Regions from separate parts of the Capsicum annuum genome. Here region 2 is linked to region 1. The links are chromatin contacts, called in public Hi-C maps. All regions are on one chromosome and are shown on one strand. Each heading gives the region's core, a stretch centred on a gene start, on an enhancer-like site or on the middle of the called end of the contact. The rest is flanking DNA. Distances are from core to core; before and after follow the strand shown. Region 1 has its middle 59 kb from the start of LOC124896106. Region 2 holds the start of LOC124885115 (pentatricopeptide repeat-containing protein At1g56690, mitochondrial-like).

Region 1 (5,160 bases), core at 1,042-3,541:
ATATTTTATGAGCTGGGCTTTACTGTTTAATTTTGGATCAAATTTCTAGTTAAATAAAATCGTTATCTCGAGAGAAGAAAAGATATTTTAATTTTGGGGGAAGGACAGAAACAATACTTCAAATTAAATTATTTCTATGAAAATGACCATGAATTTAAATTCTACTTTTTAGCCATTTCAATTTACTGGCTTGTTTTATACCATTTCTACACACCTTCTATACAGTTTCTATACAAATCTTATACATATAAATATTCTATATGAAAATTATACAGTTTGATACACAAATAATAATTGTACATATTTTTTTACACGTTTTATACAACAATTATATAATTTTCATACACTTTTTATATATATTTCATTCATATACATATTTGATAGAATTATATAACTTTTATACATATATCTTATATAGATACATATTCTATTTAACAATTATATCGCCGGTGTAACTTCTAAAGCCCTTGTTGCTCAGTCAAAGAAGTGCCCTGCAACTGCCAGAGAAAATTCATCTTCCATACCATCATGGCACACCAGAAGAAGAAGGGTAGCTAAACCAGATAGAATGCCTTGGAACACCAAGACAGTAGCAAGTGCGGCTACTGGAACACAATAAGGCGATGGTACAACCGTGGAATAAAAGTTGTGCCTCAACAAAAAACCTCGCATCTAGCATGTGGATTCCAAAGCTGTGACGCTTTTATATAATTTAATTATTATTTCTAAATAATTAAAAAAAACAGAATATTTGATCAGTTAAAAAATTTATAGCAAAAAAATATATATTAAAAGGGCCGAATTGTCCAAGTTGAATATTGTATCAGCATTGTATATAGACTGTATCAACATTGTATATGAACTGTATATGAATTACGTAGGCCAAAATGACCTAAATTAGGAAATGATTATAAATAGAAATAGTATATCCGACTAATCACTTTTTGAAAAGTTTTAAAACTTGGATTGTTTATTTTAAAAAGTGTTATAGAGTGTCATTTTCCCTTGAATAATTTTTGGGTAGAGAACACAACATGACCCACTATAAAACAAATGGCCCAAGATTGGGCCTTTGAACATAAAATGACCGGTCGGTCAATATAATTCCAAGAAATAGCCACTTTCATTTTGAGCTATTTTCGTGCTCTTCACCTCCTCCCCCCCTCTCTCTGCTCTACTTCTCCTTTTCTCATTTTCCACTACTCTGTTTTTTTTTTAAAAAAAAAATCTCTTATTCTAATTGCTCATTTCCATTGTTTCTCCGGTATGTCCTTTAATTCTTTGCCTCAGATTGTAATTTTTTTATTTATTTTAAGAAAATAAAATAAAATAGTAAATTTTTTTGGGGAGCGATTTGAATATCTTTTGGTCATTATACCAAGTGTTTTTTTTATTAAAATTGTATTGCGTGTTTTATTTGTTTCTTGAAAATCGATTTATCTATATTAAATTTTGTGTTATGTATGATGTGTTTTAACAACCTCAGTTAGAAATTCAGAATTGTACGCTGTGAAAAATTGACAGCATAATTATTCTGAAATTCTAGACTGAATTATATTTTAGGACTGAAATTTTAGTGGAAGTATATGTTTTGATAGTCTAGTGTTTACTTATTGTGAGTACATTCTACCCTCTTTTAATCTCGTTTGTGGGTTTATATTTGGGGATGTTGTTTGTAGTTAATATGATGAAGATAGTTAGAAGAATTGATTTTCTTCACTTTTTAAATTTAATCCTTAGTAATTGGAGAAATGAAGGTTGTTGTAATGACCCTCGAGGTCATTTACCCTGTTTTAATATATTTTCGGTGTCTAGAGTGTTTTCATAACTGTCCCAAGTTATTTATGACTTATTAGGATTGATAATTCGATTCTCAGGTGGTTTATTCGAAAATTTTAGTAATATCTGATACATTATGAAATATTTAATTTAAATTGACATTTAGTAGAAATATAAGTTATTATCCTTTTAAAATATTTTTGATACGTATAAAATTCTTTAAATTATGATATATTTATTATCTTATAATAACTTTTTATAATCTATTAATATTATAAGTGAAGATAATAAATCTAGATATATTAAAATATTATTATTATATAAAAGAAGTTTTTTAAAAATAATTTTCTATTAATTATGATATATTTAAAATATTATATTTATTTTAACTTGATCCTATACAATACCCTAACACGTACTTAATGAGATAAAGATTTAGGTGACATTAGCACCTCTACTACACGTGGAGATAATGGTAATAGATTACACATGCATTAGGATGAGGGAAGCTGCCACTTATCAATGAATTTGCCATATAAGTACTATAAGTGCTACATGTGGCATACATGCCAAATATATGTTGCTAAAAAGGATAAATCCTCACTTTCTCTCAATATATACTTTACTCAATTATGAATGAAAAGGTTGTTGCTTCACTTTAACTTTTTCTTCACTTTGAACATTTTGTACTTCATTTCATTAAAGATTTTAGTAAATATAGTTTGCAAGCTTTATACGGACACATATTGTATATGAAAATGCATACAGGGTACTCGTGAATCAATATACTTAGCAGAAAAATAGTGTGATGCTATATTCGATCCTCAAAAAGAAAATTGATTATTTATATCAAGTTCAAGTTCGGATTGTAGCGGGACACTATTCAGAGGCTTCTTGAAGAAGTTTTTTTTAGCTTGACATCTAGGTATGTTAGGCTTATCGTACATTTATATTGAGCTTATTTACTGAAATTGTATACTATTATACTAGTTTTGGATAAGTACTTGTAGTTGTACCGTGTGATATATATATATATATATATATATATATATATATATATATATATGGTTAGGACCTCGTTCTAGTAAGTTTTTGTGTCTTATGTTTTAGGATGATATAGCATCCATCACTTTAGACATGAAATTAAGTTGTGAAATCTTGAATTTATCCCTTTTTAATTAATAGTTGTGAATGGTTATTTAAATGTCTTTTAGTTTCCCCATAGGTTCAACATATACTTTATTTCTGTCATTAATTGTGAATTTTAGTACCACATTGGCATTGATTATGGTATGATATGGATTTTAGTGTTACTATGAGTTTCGATTCGAGCCCGACATCTGGTTTTGATGAATTGGGAGTTCTGGTATTGATTATGACATCTGGTTTTGATGAATTGGGAGTTCTGGTATTGATTATGGTTGTTCTGGGAGTTGTGGTTCCTCTGAGTTCTGGTTCGAGTCCGGCATCTGATTATGGTTGTGGTTCCTTTGAGTTTCGGTTTGAGTCCGACATTTGATTATGAGTTCTGTTGTATATCATATATGTGGCCTCTTGTTACTCAATATTTTCAGTTCGAATTCGAATTCGACATATGGCCTTTCGTTATTATCCATAACTACTAGTTCAAGTCCGGTGTTTGGCCTTTCATTACTATCCATTGGCACCGATTAAATTTCGGTGCACATCTGGATGACTACTGTGATTTTGTGAAATGAATTCAGTTACAGATTATTTATGCTTATTTTTATTTGTTGTTTCTTGTGTGTTCCACCGGCTTATGGGGGTACGATTGGGTTAATTGTCTTCTTCAGTGTGTCCAGCGGGCTTGTGGGGCGCAATTAGGTTATGTTTGATTTGTTTGTTATTACTGCGTTATTTATTTTCTGTATCGCTTATATTTATTCCTTTATCGTATTTGCGTAGCTTGGTAGTTGTTTACTTTTCTAGCCCTGTTTATTATTGGTTTAGACTACACCCTCGCATTTTAGTTATACCTTTTCGGTATTAAGCTCAGGCAGTCGATGATGCCTATTGAGTACCTATTGCTTTGGTACTCATACTACAATTCTGCATCTTTCCCCTAATGCAGATCCAAGTAGTAGCAACTAGCGTTGACGTGGTTCCTACCTTTCAGTACTGAGGGTGAGCTTACTGTCGTCCGAGGCTGATCCTCCTCTATCTATTCCACTCTAACCTTTTGTACTGGAGGTTGTTTGTATATATTGTGTATATCTTGAATTCTATCTAGTATTCTGGGTATCTTTCAGTAGTGACTCTAGTACCGACCTTACTCGATCTTGGGTGGGATTCGTTTGAATATTTGGTTCTTTTCCTTCTCTCGTTTTGATAAATAATATATGTTTCCCTTCCGTTTCTAGCTTGTTATTGCTATTGCTACCATTATACACGATCTTTTCTGATTTCTACCTATTAGCCCGTTACCTATTATTTTAGGTTATGGCTTAGCCTGGCTTGCCTACTGGGGGAATAAGGTAAGGTAGGCTTCATCATGACTTGAGAAATCGGGCCGTGATAGTTGTATAAAAATAGTATAATTATTGTCTACAGTATGTATTTGTATAAAATTTCTAGAGAAACTGTATAAGATTGTATAGGACTTCTATACAATGTGTATAGAAATTGAATTATTACTATTCAAATATGTACATATATAATATTTTTATGAAATTGTTGTGCAGAATATCTATCTGCATAATTATTATTGTATAGGACTTCTATACAATGTGTATAGGAATTGAATCATTACTATTCAAATATGAACATGTATAATATTTTTATGAAATTGTTTAATTGTTGTGCAAAATATCTATCTCCATAATTATTGTATAGAAACTGTATAATTATTGTATAATTATTTTATAGGAATTATATCAATTTGTATTATTGTTGTATATAGATTTTATAATTATTTTATATAAATTGTTTCATAGTGTATAATTATTGTATAAACATTGTATAATTATTGTATAAAATATATATAATTACAACTAAAGATTGTATGGAATGTGTATAAAAGTGTATAGTTGTTGTATGAAATATTGTATAACATGCATATAGAAATTATATCATTGTTGTATAGAATATGTATATGTACAAGATGTGGTAAAAAGTGTATCATCATTTATTAAAATATGTATATGTGCCATTAAAATATATTATTTGTAAAAATTTGTATTTTAAAAAAGTATAAAATTTTATTTTGTTACGATATTATAAATTTGTATTTAATTATTTAAAAAATTATAAAATTTTATTTGATTGTTTTATTGATAGAATTAAAAAAGTAATCGACTACAACCAAAAAAAGAGAAAAAGAAGAAAACACAACTAGCAGAAAAACCAAAAACCAACAACCAA
Region 2 (5,160 bases), core at 766-3,265, 77 kb before region 1:
GCCACAGCTAGTTTCTCACTGTGATAATTCAAGCTATGCAACTTTTCTTCTTCCTCCACATCATGCAAAGCAAAGCTTCCATCAGGAATATATCCAGATTCTCTTAACATAGGGCCTAACCTTTCTAACATTTTGATAATTGAATCATTCTCAGGATGGGGTGTGCTCTGTCCACCAGAGAACATATGCACTTTTTTGTCTGCCTCAAGCCAACTACAACCAGGTGATTTAACCACTTCCCTAGACTGCATCAACTTCCTAAGTGAAGCAACATCAGTCCACTTACCTTTGGATGCATAAATATTAGAAAGTAGGACATAGGGCCCAGAATTTTCGGGTTCAAGCTGTATAAGTTTCTTTGAAGCAACTTCTGCCAAATCTAGGTTCATATGCATCCTACATGCACCCATCAAAGAACCCCAAATAATTGCATCTGTTTCTACAGTCATATTGTTGATCAGATCCATCGCCTCATTCAACCGGCCAACTCGACTAAGCATGTCAACCATGCAAGCATAATGTGCAGTCCCTCGTTCAATCTGATACTTTGAATTCATGGACTCAAAGATCTCTTGCCCTTCTTTCACTTTCCCAGTGTAGCTGCATGCAGATAAAACTCCAACAAAGGTAACCTCGTCTGCGGTAATACCTAAGGAACACATTTCTCTGAATATTTCAAGAGCTTCGTCTCCTAATCCATGTTGAGCATAACCTGTTATGATAGAATTCCACATGACCACATCTTTAGGAGAAAATCTATCAAATATTAATTTGGCCATGACAAAAGTACCGCATTTGATGTACATCGTGATTAATACAGAAGAGACATACACGTCATCATCACAGTCGGTTCTGATTAACTGTGCATGTACCTCTCTACCATAATTAAGACTTGCAAGACTAGCACAAATTGAAAGTATGCTTATCAACAAAGGGAAATTTGGCCTAAACCCTTCTACTTGCATTCGATGAAATAAATCCAGCGCCTCTAACTCATATCCTTTCCTTTCGTAAACCTTGATCATTGCACTCCATGTTGCATCATCTTTCTCCATCAAACGATCAAACACCATCCTAGCCTAAGCAACCTCTCCATTCTGTCCTACTCCAAATATTATGGCATTGCAAACAGGAGTTGTTCTAACAGGCATCAGCTCAAAAAGCTTCCACGCCTCTTCAAATCTACCATATTGCACATAACTTATCACAATTGCAGTCCATGATGTCTCATTCTTCTCAGGCATGAATTCAAAAAGTTTTCTAGCAATATCCAGGTTACCATTTTGGGCATATCCTGACACCATTGCAGTCCAAGAAACCACATTCTTTCGCGGCATTTCATCAAAGAGACCGCGAGCCTCATCCAACCCACCTAACATATTAGTCCTCACAACTATATCCTGACAATACCCACAAATCATATTAGTCCTCACAACTATATCCTTCAATGGCATCATATCATAAAGCCGTCTAGCCTCATCAATTCTCCTTTCTAGAATCAACCCACCTAACATCACAGTCCATGACACTACATTCTTTTCCGGCATTCGCCAAAACAATGCTTCCGCTTCCTCCACCAACCCCTCCTCAACATACCCTCTAACCATAGCAGTCCAAGAAATTACATTTCTTTCCGGCATTCTGTCAAACACCTTTCGTGCTTCCTTCACCATCTTATTCTTTACATAGCCTGAGATTAACCCATTCCAAAGAACAATGTTCCGTTCACTCATTTGATCAAAAAGACGCTGTGCTTCATGGGGTTGTTGATTTTGGAAATACCCAGCGATTATTGAGTTCCAAGAAGTTACAGTTCTGTTGGGCATTTCATCGAACACCTTCCGGGAATTCTGAATTTGGCCCAAACGAGCAAATTGAGAAATCTGAGAATTTGATGTAATGGTGTATTTGTGACAGTATTTCCGACATTGTTGAACAAAGAACAAGCGGTGCATCAATGAACCAAAGCTTTGTTGGATTCTTTGTGAGCAGAAAAGAAGTAGAAAATGTCGCATTAAGGAGTAGTACTCTAAGCATGCGAAGGTGGTACCCACTGGGAATTAAGGATGTCAGTAGAAGGAATGAAGTTTCTGGTGTTCTATTTTAGTCCCTATAAGTTTTATATTAAAGTTTATAGTTGGACATTTTGCTACATGATAATTTTCGATTTATATCATTTTAGTCCAATTGGTTTTGTTGGGGGGGGGAGGAAAGATGAGGAGGTGTGGGGTGGTATGACTAGTGCTCGTAACATGTCATTGAACCTCTCACTAACTAAAAATCAACGAATTTCGTCGGTGAGCAGCTGTCGTTGAATAAATTATCGCTCTTTCTACATCTATTGATTTGATATCTTCTAACATTTCGAGTTGAGAATTTTCCTCACATTCTTTTCATCTATGATTTCTTTCTTCAGGAACACTTATCAACAACGAGGAAGAAGCAACAATTTATCATGGCTCCTGGCCCAGATAGCATAGGGAGATCAGAGCAACATGAAACAAGTAGACAATATTTTATTTCTGAGTTGAGCTTTTATATTAAAATAAATTGACATAGCATTTTTTTTATCGTATTGGAATAAATTATCATGTGGCTTCACAACTTATACCATTTTTGACTCACCTTCTGTACCGATCAATATTAAAATACAGTGAGCAACAAAATTTTATTCCCTAATTCAAAGTAAAATCTTTTAATAGTTTATATATATATATATATATATTATCCACTACTTAGTGTGAATTATATTAAGATAACGATCGAACTTTGTTTATGTATAAATTATAATCAACACAGAAAGGTTCCAAGATAGGAATTTGAATGTTTATTAAAGAAGAAGAAGATATAATAAGATTTCCTTATCAAACTTCACATGATATATAATATCGAAATTTCGATATATCGCTAGGTTTTTTTCTAGGTCAATTTATGATAAGGTGGGTAAGAAAAAAGAAGTTTTACCGTGGATATTTAGCCATATAAAATATTCATATTTTTTCATAATAATTGTTTACTTTATTTGAATATCAGTTTATAATGGAAGTTTTAAATTCAACTTGAAGTTGTATTTTGAATTTGGAAACATGTTATTGGTTATTTTTCAACCCACTTTTTACTTTTGAAGTGTATTCAAAATACATTCAAGCATGAATACCGTCCCAAATATTCTTTTCAAAATAAAATTTCATCTTCAACTCTAACTTCATAAATTTTTCTAACAAGTGAAGAATATGCTTAAATACCATCTCGAATATTCTCTTAAAAATTAAAGTCCATCTTCTACTCCAATTTCAACTTCATAAATTTTTGAAATAATACATTAAAACCTCCCTAAACTTGTCCCGACAACTTACTTTAACACTTAAACTTAATAAATAATTATTTACCCCCCTAAATCTTTCTTAAGTGAATAAATTCTACCCTTACAGCTAACGTGGCATTAAAATAAAATAAAATAAAAAATCAGGTGAGTTTTAAAAAAAAAATCAAAATTATTTATTATAAATAAAAAATACCAAAAAAAAAACATACCCCACCCCCTTTCTTCTTCATCACTTCCACCCATTTTCTTTCTTTAATCTTCTCAAAATTCATTTTTTTTCTTCTAATCCTACCCACTAACTTGACACACACAGCTATACTCACACCTCACACACATGGTTACACACATACACACAGCTTCACAGAGAAACACACATATTACTCACAATACACACACGGCTGACCGGAAAAAAAAACACACACATCGACGAACGAATTTCAATGTCATTTTCATCTGCAACCTTGCAAAAAATAAATATAAGTTCAAATAGTGTAGATTTTTTACCTCAACAGAAATTGAGGATATGAATTTTTTACAAGCATTCCTAATAATTGGGGTCATCAAATTGAATTTGAAAATTAAAGAAAATACATGGTTTGAATGTTTGATTGTTGATTTTAGAGAATTGGGTGTTGATTTGATCGAATTTATCATGCGGATTGAGTTTTTTATCACTATTTTATGGTATTTTTCGATGATGATAATGGTGTTTTCCGACCAGAATTCGCCAAAAAATATGATGTGTGTGTGTAGGTGTGGTTGTGGGGGAGTGGACTGAGGTGGATGAAGGTGTGTGTAGGTGTGGGGGTGGACGGGGTGTGCAGGTGTGATGGACGGGAGAGGGAGCGTATGAAAAAGATGAAAAATGGGGGGTAGGGTAATTTTTTTAATTTTAAATATTTTATATATATTTAAATATATATATATATATATATATATATATATATAAAATATTTATATACATATATTTTTATATATTTTATTTATATGTATATATAAAAAAAATTAAAATACTTTATTTACGTGGCTCCGATATGACGGTGATGTGGCACTGATGTTGCGCAAGTGTAATACACTCTCCGTAGTGAGAGTGGAGTTGTATTTTTAAGATGGTATATAATCAATCACTTCAAAAAGATTTATGGGGGTAAATAATTATTCGTAAAATTTAAGTGATAAAGTAAATTGTTGGGACAAGTTCGGGCGGTGATGTATTATCTCTAAATTTTTTTAAAAGTGAAGATATTTGGCCAAATGTCATTCACCCAAATATCAACATATATCCGAGTGACTTCATTTAATACATCCAATCAACATATAATTACAAACAATTACTTTTATTAGTTATTATTTTATTACTTCAAATTTAATTTACAGAAAAGCAAACACAGTTACATCAGGTGAACAAAATTGCTTTTATATTAAAATTAGTATAGGTATTCGCGTGATGTGCGAAATATTTTTATAAAAATATTTATTAAAAAATATTATCTAATTCACATTGAAATAATAAAATTTATTAAATTTTATTGATCACACTGATATATTTTAAATTGACCTTGAAATATTTAAAATATGTGTTAATAGTGAAATTACAGTAACTAATACTTAATAACTAATCACAATTACAAATATTTTAGATGTCTTGATATGAAAAAAGATAATAGTATTTCTTTAATCATAATTTATTTATCATGTTATAAATAATAAAATATTAAATAATTATTAATATTATTATGGTATGTAAATGTAGTATTGTTCCAGAGTCGTCTTTATGCTTAAGAGAAATTTATTAAGATAAGAAGTTGTGACATAATAATATTCATGCACATATA

The links. A called contact is a pair of places that touch in the nucleus more often than the background predicts.
Region 2: a Hi-C map of pericarp shows a contact between it and region 1, with 2.6 times the contacts expected there. The contact joins the promoter of LOC124885115 here to the enhancer-like site in region 1. A contact is called at or near these places in 4 of 5 Hi-C or Micro-C datasets (bud, leaf, pericarp and 1 more).

The regions. Positions count from the first base shown.
Region 1 is chr1:135,260,437-135,265,596 of UCD10Xv1.1, reverse strand. No RefSeq gene overlaps it. Among protein-coding and RNA genes, the nearest start is that of LOC124896106, 59 kb to the right of the region's middle. Within about 2 kb of position 2,291, at least 1 of the 5 cell types and tissues checked has an H3K27ac peak or open chromatin away from gene starts, as enhancers often do. A contact at or near this core is called in pericarp, where this site is marked.
Region 2 is chr1:135,337,055-135,342,214 of UCD10Xv1.1, reverse strand. LOC124885115 (pentatricopeptide repeat-containing protein At1g56690, mitochondrial-like) reads right to left here and starts at 2,015. Exons shown (of 1, transcript XM_047407491.1): 1 at 1-2,015. The coding sequence starts at 2,015.